2 separate regions of the Zea mays genome follow, and region 1 is linked to region 2. The links are chromatin contacts, called in public Hi-C maps. All regions are on one chromosome and are shown on one strand. Each heading gives the region's core, a stretch centred on a gene start, on an enhancer-like site or on the middle of the called end of the contact. The rest is flanking DNA. Distances are from core to core; before and after follow the strand shown. Region 1 holds the start of LOC100275130. Region 2 holds the start of LOC100272890.

Region 1 (5,257 bases), core at 1,912-4,411, 250 kb after region 2:
TGGCTACTTACAGACAACAACAATGGCCAAGGCGGTACAAGGTGATGCCAACTTCCATTTTTTTCTTTTAACACCACATTTTTTTCAGTTTTTATTAAAGAATGGTCCGTCTTTCTTCGGTGGAGAATGCACTATCTGAATATACTGTTCTCTTGTTGCTTGCAGAATGGATCACACTTATGGCCACTAGCGCTACAAAAGAGAAAAGAAGGCCGATGCCCCCTTGAGCCTGGGGAAATAGGAATCATTTTGCGCGCGATGGGGTATACGAAGGAAACTCAGATATATGTTGCATCAGGGCAGGTGTATGGTGGGAACAACAGAATGGCACCCTTGAGGAATATGTTCCCCAATATGGTTGGTTCTTGTGAAGTTACTTCATCTAGCATGTCTTTCCGTTTCTGCCTTTGCTATTTAAAATATAGCCAGCGTGCAAATAGTTGAGATAGCTTCTTGTTACCGCTGTAGTATATTTATAGAATCTGCCCAAGAAACAACTAACCAAGGTACATACAACTGAGCTAGCCTTTGCTAAATTCAGGTTAGCAAAGAAGATCTCGCAAGCAAGGAAGAGATGGAGCCTTTCAAGAAGCATGTAACCAGCCTTGCTGCGCTGGACTTCCTGGTATGCCTGAAGTCGGACGTGTTCGTCATGACCCACGGCGGCAATTTCGCCAAGCTGATCATTGGCTACCGTCGCTACATGGGCCGCCACAGGCTCAAGTCAATCAAGCCGGACAAGGGTCTCATGTCCAAGTTCTTCGGTGACCCTTACATGCCGTGGGCGACGTTCGTGGAGGACGTGGTGATAACCCATCAGACACGGACCGGCCTCCCTGAACCCACCTTCCCGCACTATGACCTATGGGAGAACCCTCTCACCCCTTGCATGTGTAGAGCTTAAATTACAGTCAGCGAGTGATGGTGCATAGTTATTCTTTGTATCATATGCTGATATGCAAGCTGCAAATTTTGTCCACCTTGTTTATTTTTTTTTACCACTTCTGCTGTACAAGTTTAACAAAGCAAAGCTCAGTTCATCACGATCCTCTGCAATCTTTCCCTCCTGAAAAATCTTGGTGATGTCTAAATATGTAATCTGATGTAGCTCTTCATCAGATGAATCACAAAGTTTTATGTACTCCATCAGATCCAAACAGTAAGATTTCCATGCATGTGGAGGCTAATCGCGCGTTCGCATCTTTTTGTCGTCCCCCGGTCCCCCATGGAGGAGGAGGGAGTTACAACTACTCTGGGAGATGTGTCGCTCCTAGTCCTACGCTTGATGTCAGAACTGGTTCGGAAATCTTCGTTGTCTGGTCTCCTTTTATCTCTGGAACTATGTTTTTCTATAGGTTGTAGTAAGAAATCAAACGAATTGGTATCCATTAGCTCGGATTAAAGAATGGAATTTGGTCGAATAACTTGCAATGCATGGACTCTCAGGTAGAGCTATCGCGTGAATCTGCTGGCCCGGGCCGGGCGAAGATGCGAAAAGGCTCCTGCTCGGTCCACCTCGCTTCAGCCCGATGGTCCTAGGAGCGCTCACGTGCACCCAAAGTTGCCAGATTTCGATGAGTTGGCTGCTCGGGTCAAGGCTCTGAGGAAGGCCTAAGGTGGCAGTGGCACACGATGGTTTCTGGCTTGTTTACACGTTCTTTCAGCTGAAGAGTCGATCCTTTGTTGACAAGACAGTTCCTTGCAAGACAGCAGAACCACTGAGTCAGTGCTCTTGTTATATATAGGTTTTCCTTTGAAGCAGGGTGCTGTTTGTTTCAACAAATGTAACGCAAATGGTAATGGTAATGATAATGGTTTACACACGATTACCGGCGGTAACAAGTTTGAATAGACCAGTATTAATTTTTAGTATGATATCTGATTACGGTTGAACTAAAACAAACATGATTTAACGTTATCAGTTACCCATTACGTTACAAATATGTGAACCAAACGGCACCCAGATGTCTGTCTAGAATACGAGTACTGTTTTCATATCAACACAATATATATAGCATAGTTGACAGGGGTTCCATTGCTTATTCTTTATTTTATTGGAGATATTGCACCTCGAAATTGCATTGTCAGATGTACTAAGATCACGATGGGATGCGCATGTGTAAACGATGATAAACAGGGCCGGACAGCCAGAGGCTTTTATTGGGGTCAGCTGATCCCTGTAATATTTAAAAAATATTATATAAATATATTGTTATTTAGTGTATTTAGATGATGATTAGTGAAATTGACCCTAATAATTTTGTTGTCTGGCTTCGCCCCTAATGATAAATTCTCAAGGAATACTTTCTCTTCAGCTGCTTGGATTTATGTGAGTGCTGTATGTTTTGTGCATGCTACATGTACATATGGCGCTGGAGCCCCTGCCCGTCTGCAAGCTAGGGAGTCATTGACTCATTACCTGTACGTACTGGCCCTCCGTAGTCCTTTTTCTTTTGTCATTTTCATGAGGACAGGAGGTACACTTTTTTTTTGTTCGTTCGTTCGTTTGTCATGTGAATACCATATTTTGCAAGGGGTACACTTGATTCCTACATCTAGCCGCAGCTAGCTGTAATAAAATGCCTTCAGCTGAGAGGTGCACATGCAGAAGGTAAAGGTCAGCATTGCAATGCAACTTCATTCCCTGCTACAAATTCACGAATTCATCAAGGTGGATTCCCTCCGAGAAGGCGAGAACAATGGAGCCCGTTTCCCCTCTCTCTAGCTCTACTAGCTAGCCAGAGCTAGTCAGCTAGCTGAATCTACACCAGCGTCGCGCGCCATTGCTACGTGCGTGCACGCATGTCACGTCGTCCATGGCCAGCACTGCTGCATGCGCCATCTAGACTAGACTAGACTAGACTACTAGCTAGCAGAGGCAGCGCATGACGCCGACGACGAAGCTAGCGATGCAGTCGTCGTGGCCGCGGCCGTGGAGCTCGTCGTCGTCGTCGACGTCGTCGTCCCGGACGAGGCGCTCCAGGCCCCGGTTCCTCGGCAGCGCGCCGGCGCGGTGCAGGATCGTCGCCGCCGCGGCCGCCGGCCCGCCGGCCGCCACGCGCGCCGCGAACCGGACCACCGGCCTCAGGAACAGCGGGAGCAGTGCCTGCATGAGCACGAGGACGGGTCGTCAGAAAACGCGCGCGACGTTAGTGCTAGTGCGGCAGCGGTGAAAGCCACACGGCTGGCCTTAGGAGCCTCAGCTCGCGTTCGCCAGCAGCCGCCTCCGAGAAAGACACGGCGCGAAGAGACCAGACAGAGACAGGCAGGCAGGCAGGCACTCACCATGAGCTAGCTAGCTAGCTAGCGACGGCTGCTGGCAATGTCGTCGTCGCTGCCGGATGGAGGCGTCGCCAATTGGCAACGAAACGAAGACGCCAAGTCCTCGTGTCGAGGGCGGGCGACGCGCGCGCGCCAGCCAACCGGAATTCTGCAGGGCTGCAGATGTTTTCGGGGTGCTTAATTAGTTTGACGGCGACGGCTCTTGGCCAGAGCTTCACGGGGGGCCTGGGGGGTGATATAGGCTTGTTTGGTTCGGCTTTTTTCTGAAGAGCTTTTCTAAAAAGCTGGTTGTGGGGAAAAGCTGGCTGTGCAGAGAAGCTGGTGGTTAGAATCTAGGTGTTTGGTTCGCCTGCTGTGGAGAAAAGCTGGTGGTTAGAATCTGGGTGTTTGGATACGCAGATTCTGAGATTGTAGATTCTGATTCAAAAAAGGAAACAGATATAAACACCGAACCAACAAGAAGGTCATTACATTAAAATTAGTAGAGTTCATTACAACATAATTATCGGTACATTGACATATTAAACTACAACACTAATGCATTAGCAATTGCATCTCGAAATGCATTTATGTCTAACTCATCAGATGTGGTACTACTACTCTCATCTATGGGTACATCATGAGCAAGGCTAGTAGGTACAAGTTGGTCAAAGTCTCGATCGTGTAGAGCACTGTCTCGAATAAAGTTATGCAATGCCATCCAAGCAATAATTATCTTGGATTTCTTCCTAAGCGAAAATGAAGGTAGATTCTAAGTGAAAAAAAGAAAACAGGCAAAGACACAATAATCAACGCCTCATTACAATAATAGTTTTAATAACCTAGATCAGTCACAATAACCGGATCGAACCACAATACCATAAACCCAAAATAAATAAATTGATACAGATATACACGATTCAACAAAAAATCAAAGTAATGCTCACGACCGAGAAGCGGTTGGGATTCCTGGAGACGCGATGGAGTAACCTAGATCAGTCGAAGTTGAAGCGTTAGCTTTGTTAACAAAGGAATCATGCATCACTAATTCAACAAGTCACTAGATACATCGCATGGCACAAAGCAACCGTCTGTCAGGTTCGGCATGGTGGCACTGTACTGCAGTGCGGGGTGACTGACGACCGAGAAGCGGTTGGGATTCCTGGAGACGCGATGGAGTGACCGCTTTTCTCCAACAGCTGCATATCCACTTCTCCTTAAAGCGCTTCGTCTCGCAGTCGGCATGGAATCTGCGCGTTTGGATGACCTGGGCAGATTATGGCCGCCAGAAGCCGCTCAAAAGCGGAAACAAACGGGGCCATATACACACGGGCCGGCGACGCATGCGATCGAGGCGTGTGAGGCGTCAGATATGCGTATGCATGCGCGCGCGCGTGCCCCCGTGGCGACGCGACGCAAACGTGTGGCGGTGGCTGCGGCACTGGCGCTGCGCTGGTACAGGGGGCGCCCACCGTGCCCGCGCGCCGGCCGGGCCGCGAGCGCCGCAGGCAGTAGTACTACGGACAAGGAACGGGCGGCCACCATTCATCCTGGGCTGCTGCTGCTGCTGCTGAACCACCACGCCGCCCACGCGAGCCTGTCTCAGGGCCTGCACCTCTGCGAGCCCCCCCTTGCGTGCCCAGCGCCGCGGCGTGCAGCCCGCCCGTTCCGTTACGCATCCCCTTTCCTTTCCGGCGTCCGTGTTGCTTGTGCTCCGCGTGGCACCCCGCGGCCTGGCCTGCGTGCTGCCGTGGCGGGCATTGGGGTTGGTTTTCCGTCGACTTGAGATGGATCATGATTGGGTGAGTGTACTTTCCTAGATGGAAAAAAAATTCTTTGCATCTGAGATGCAAAGAAACACTTTTGCAGATCCACCACCTGGTAGTCTATATAAATAAAAATAATGCTAAATGTTGAAGGTCACCTCTGGTTTAGAGTTTAGACGGCAGTAGCAAACAACTTCTCGGGAACGCAAAGACCCCAACGGCACACAGAA
Region 2 (5,004 bases), core at 1,144-3,643:
TTTTGCTGCCCATGCACACAGCACACCGCACTCTCTCTCTTTATACGCATTATTATTGTTCGTTTCAGATGGGTTACGATATGCTTCTTTAGTGCAAACAAATTCGACTTTTTTTTTTTTGGGTGCGGCACTAAACCTGTATAGCATTCCAACCAGCTTAGTTGACGGATTCATACAACCTGTAGCTAGTACCTGGCCAACTCTAACTAATAGTATTATTACGTACCAGACAGCTCACTGTTAGAAACCCTACGGTTAATTAAGCAAGCTTACCTCCATTTGCTGACTCCATCTCGTACCAACTCATTGACACTGTTGCCTCCATGCTCTCGTCAGAGTCAGACAAGGGCAAGCCGGCCGGCCGGCCATATCGCCCTGCAGCATCCAACCAGGACCGGGCCCTGCTTCTCGTCCCTGTTGTCCTTTTCTTCTCCCAACGAACGCCAAAGGGATTGACAGTTGACACGATCGGTCAATATAGGGGGCTCCGCGTAGGCGTAGGTGATGCCTGACGAGCGTGGCGTCGGGGTGTTTTTTTTCTTCTTTTTTTTCCCTTACTTTTTTTTCTATGTGTGTTCGATGCAAGTTCACCAAACAGGACCAGAATTCATTCAGGGAACAAAAACGAAGGTCTCTCAGCTGCCCCCCGGGCCACTGCAGCTGCTTCACTGCGGAAAGCCGACACGCAAGGCTTCGGCCTTTGTTTGGTTCGGGGGAGAGGGAGAGGGCTTTTGGCAGGCCCACTAGCAATTTCACTTGGAGGCCTCTGACGTCATCTTCAGGCCCAATCCAATCTTAAGGTGGCCTTGGCTGTGGAACATCCAGATCTGGTCCAGTAGTACGTTGCCAAAACCGAGGGTTTTGGTTTTCCGGCGTGAACAGTTTTGTGCTCACCTTTGCCATCGTTCAAATAAATAACTCGTCATACTTCAGTTCACTTTCGAAAATTCGTTTTTTACAAACTAGGGCATTGGATGGTTCTACAGAGTCCTAAAGCATAAGCTTTTTTTAGACAAGCGAATCACATGGATTCAAAGTATTCTTGGTTGAGGATCATATCTTTAGTACTACTCAATGGCATCCCACACAAAAATCTTTAACAATTGTAGAAGAGGAGTGAGACAAGGGGACCCCCCCCCCTCTATCTCCTTCTCTTTGAGATGGCAACATATATACCTCCTCTAATCTAGGACAAATAAAGCTTGGTGGGGGTGAGTGTTTTAAAGAATCCTTTGAGTGATACATTTGGAGGTGACTTTCCAACTATACAAGTAGGACGACGATACCCTACTCATCCATACAGGTGATGCTAGAGTTCTTTTTTTAACCTAAAAGGGTTCCTAAGATCCTTTTTCAAACTCAACTGAGCTTCATGTGAAGTTTGAGGAGTCATTTTTGGTTCTCATCAACCTAACGAATCAGATAGATCTCCACTCTCCACTTAGCTAACACCTTTGGATGCAAAGTTGGTGGTGGTACGCGCTTTTACGTACGTGGGGATCCCTCGTGGTACCACAAAGCCCACCATGCAAGACTTCACTCCTTTATTGTTCATGATGGGAGGCAGGTTGGTTGACATAAGTTTCCACCTCTTCTTTGAACGTTCTTTTACTCAATCATATTAGAATAAAATCGCCATAAGTTGGAACCTGAGTCTACAACCTTTAGACATCAACATTAAGGCTAGAACAAATTTTGGCAATCCTATTTTAGAGAGATTTTCGTCTACTTGTTAGATCATCCAGACTACAAAAAATGGAGTGATTTTTTTATATAAATGGCAAACTTTCCAATGTATCAAATCCAAGGAAAGTTAACAAGGACCCCTCATTCTTTAGAGAGATAGCTATAGTTATGCCTTTTTTTTTTCTTCCTTTCTTTTGGGTCTAGAAACCTTATTTTCTTAGATGATGTACATTTGTTTATACTTCTTTTATTAATGAAAATAGAAATGTATTTTTAAAACTCACAAAACTAAGTAACACACACTTACAAGTCCGAGGATCGTTGGTGCGTCATTGAACTCTAGAGTAATATGCAGTAGGTAGTCCATGTCTTGGATCACAAGCTAGATTTCATTAAATGCTTGGTACTAGTAGTATTATTGACAACACAAGAGTACATACCGCTGATTTAAATAAACTTTAGTTGCTCCACTAAAAACTGTATACCATGGCCCATGGGGATTAGGCCGAGGAGAGGAGATCCTTCTCCGGTGGTCCCTACAAACCAGGACCAGCCCGCACGACCACAAGTGCCAGCGAGGAGTGGCACCTGGGCATGCCACGTGTGCAGTGGGCATCACCATAGCCCCGATTCACCAATGGGAAGAGACCCCTTATCCGCTGCTCTTATCCTCCGCCTGTGGCCTGTGCTCAGCTGCGCGTAGATAACGAACTCTCCCGCCCTCACAAAACCGCCCTTCACGATACGCACCCACCAGAGGAAAAGGGCAAAAGCCAAAAGGCATCACCGCCGCGACGACGATGGCAGCCTCGCTCCAAGCCGCGGCCACCCTGATGCAGCCGGCCAAGATCGGCGGCCGGGCGCCCTTTGCCTCGCTGCCGTCCCGCCCGTCGTCGCAACTCGCCTGCAGGGCGTTCGGCGTCGACGCCGGCGCCGCCAGGATCACGTGCTCCCTGCAGGACGTCGCCAGCAGGTGCGTCGACGCCGCGAAGCTCGCCGGCTTCGCGCTCGCCACCTCGGCGCTCCTCGTCTCGGTAAGCACGCATGCATTGTTAGCGAGCTCGCTTGCCTGCTCCTCAAGGTCGGCCGAAGTTGGTTGGTGGTGACATGTGTGTGTGTGTGTGTGTGTGTGTGTGTGTGTGTGTGTGTGTGTGTCTGCGTGCAGGGCGCGAGCGCGGAGGGCACGCCCAAGAGGCTGACCTACGACGAGATCCAGAGCAAAACGTACATGGAGGTGAAGGGCACGGGCACGGCGAACCAGTGCCCGACCATCGACGGCGGCGTGGAGTCGTTCCCGTTCAAGGCCGGCAAGTACCAGATGAAGAAGCTGTGCCTGGAGCCGACGTCCTTCACCGTCAAGGCGGAGGGCATCGCCAAGAACGCCCCGCCCGAGTTCCAGAAGACCAAGCTCATGACCCGCCTCACGTACACGCTGGACGAGATCGAGGGCCCGCTCGAGGTCGGCTCCGACGGCACGCTCAAGTTCGAGGAGAAGGACGGCATCGACTACGCCGCCGTCACCGTGCAGCTCCCGGGGGGCGAGCGCGTGCCGTTCCTCTTCACCGTCAAGCAGCTCGTCGCCACCGGCAAGCCCGAGAGCTTCGGCGGGCCCTTCCTCGTGCCCAGCTACCGTGGCTCCTCCTTCCTCGACCCCAAGGGCCGCGGCGGCTCCACCGGCTACGACAACGCCGTCGCGCTCCCCGCCGGGGGCAGAGGTGACGAGGAGGAGCTCCAGAAGGAGAACATCAAGAACGCCGCCTCCTCCACCGGCAACATCACGTTGAGCGTCACCAAGAGCAACCCGGAGACCGGCGAGGTCATCGGCGTCTTCGAGAGCGTGCAGCCGTCCGACACCGACCTCGGGGCCAAGGCGCCCAAGGATGTCAAGATCCAGGGGGTCTGGTACGCTCAGCTCGAGTGATTCGAGTGTCTAACTGCTAGGTGTCCGACCGCCGTCATGGATCTTGGGAAGGTGTATGTATACCATGGAAAACTTTGGAGAGCAGAGGAGGAATCGTGTATGTAATGTACTTGTTAATGCAAATTCGGGCTGTCGCTTTTTTACTCCGCTAAATTCCCATAGAGTCACAGCAAAACAATCCACTAAAAAAAAATCTCCATAACTGAAGTCCACAGGCGCTTTAGGATTTAGTCGTTTTTTTCCAGCCACAACTGACTTGTATATAGTATAGTATACTAGTATTCAACACAGCAAGAACTTTCCTCCCGTTGATTTGATCCAACGCTTCCTCCCCCTTTCAACCAGGAACAACAAAGAAGGGTGCAACCCCCATCGCTTTCCCTTTCAACCAAGAACAATCAAGAAGAGAATGCTTCAGAACCAGGAAACTATATCAGCATTGTACAGTTCAGCTTAAATTGAGGTAACCAAACAAACAGATAGCATCCTATGTCTACACTTGCACTCAAGGAGGGGGGCTAATCATGCACAGGAAGGGGGAGCTGCACATCACCTGATCTTACACACCAGAACGAGTCATCCTGAAAGAAACAGTAACCATCGCGACGGGCAAGCAATTAATTAAGCAGAACACCTCTAGTCGTCAACTCCATTCATTCGCTGTCCAAGAAGAGGCTTCAAGAATTTGTTTCGGGGTCACAACGCAAGTCTTCACGAATCCGTATGATCAATGGGGCCAGTCGCTGTTAATCCAGTGCTTACAAGAAATAGCAAAACCAACAGAATTAGAATCAGCCAGCTTGAGGGAAGAAGCGCTGCAAAAAAAAAATAAAATTATAGTCCAAGTATTGCCTTAGAATATTGAGATGATTTTACCAGACCCGAATGAGGAAAAGACCTTTCAGATGACACTCCCATTGCGCCTCCAAGTCGCAACCTGCAATGCGAGTGGACTTTGGTACTATGATCTGCACATAAGTAGACGAATACTAATCCAAGTGTTGCCTTCATCTAGTATTCTAGTTCAGATTTGATGTTACCAAATCCAAGTATTAGAATAGAACTTTCAGATGACACTGCGCACTGCTCTTGCAGGTTGCAGCCCTGCCATAACTTGCAACGCATGCATTGACACTACAATTTGAACATCAGTAGATGAATTTTTGTTAGTGCATTATAAGGTAATCATGTTCAGCTCAGTCCAACTCTGACATGGTAAAGCGGCAGCAAATGATCTGTGTAAATAATTTCTCTTGATTTCTTCCATTATCTTTCCAACAAATGAAAGAGCAGCACCAGCAGAAACACCATAGGAAGATAAGGAAAAGCTCAGATTTCCTTCCTCACAGCTTACATGGACATAACTGAATTATTCACATAATATCGAATCATCATCA

What was found. A called contact is a pair of places that touch in the nucleus more often than the background predicts.
Region 1: a contact with region 2 is called in a Hi-C map of endosperm, with 2.0 times the contacts expected there. The contact joins the promoter of LOC100275130 here to the promoter of LOC100272890 in region 2. A contact is called at or near these places in 9 of 25 Hi-C or Micro-C datasets (bundle sheath, ear, endosperm and 3 more).

The regions. Positions count from the first base shown.
Region 1 is chr6:98,705,199-98,710,455 of Zm-B73-REFERENCE-NAM-5.0, forward strand. LOC100275130 reads right to left here and starts at 3,162. Exons shown (of 1, transcript NM_001363843.1): 1 at 2,540-3,162. The coding sequence starts at 3,112. The coding sequence ends at 2,870. It overlaps LOC100286190 (auxin-independent growth promoter-like protein), which reads left to right. Exons shown (of 11, transcript NM_001159078.2): 9 at 1-41; 10 at 166-357; 11 at 542-1,065. The coding sequence ends at 904.
Region 2 is chr6:98,457,246-98,462,249 of Zm-B73-REFERENCE-NAM-5.0, forward strand. LOC100272890 reads left to right here and starts at 2,394. Exons shown (of 2, transcript NM_001357511.1): 1 at 2,394-2,720; 2 at 2,852-3,753. The coding sequence starts at 2,487. The coding sequence ends at 3,607. It overlaps LOC100384218, which reads right to left. Exons shown (of 1, transcript NM_001176790.2): 1 at 4,517-5,004.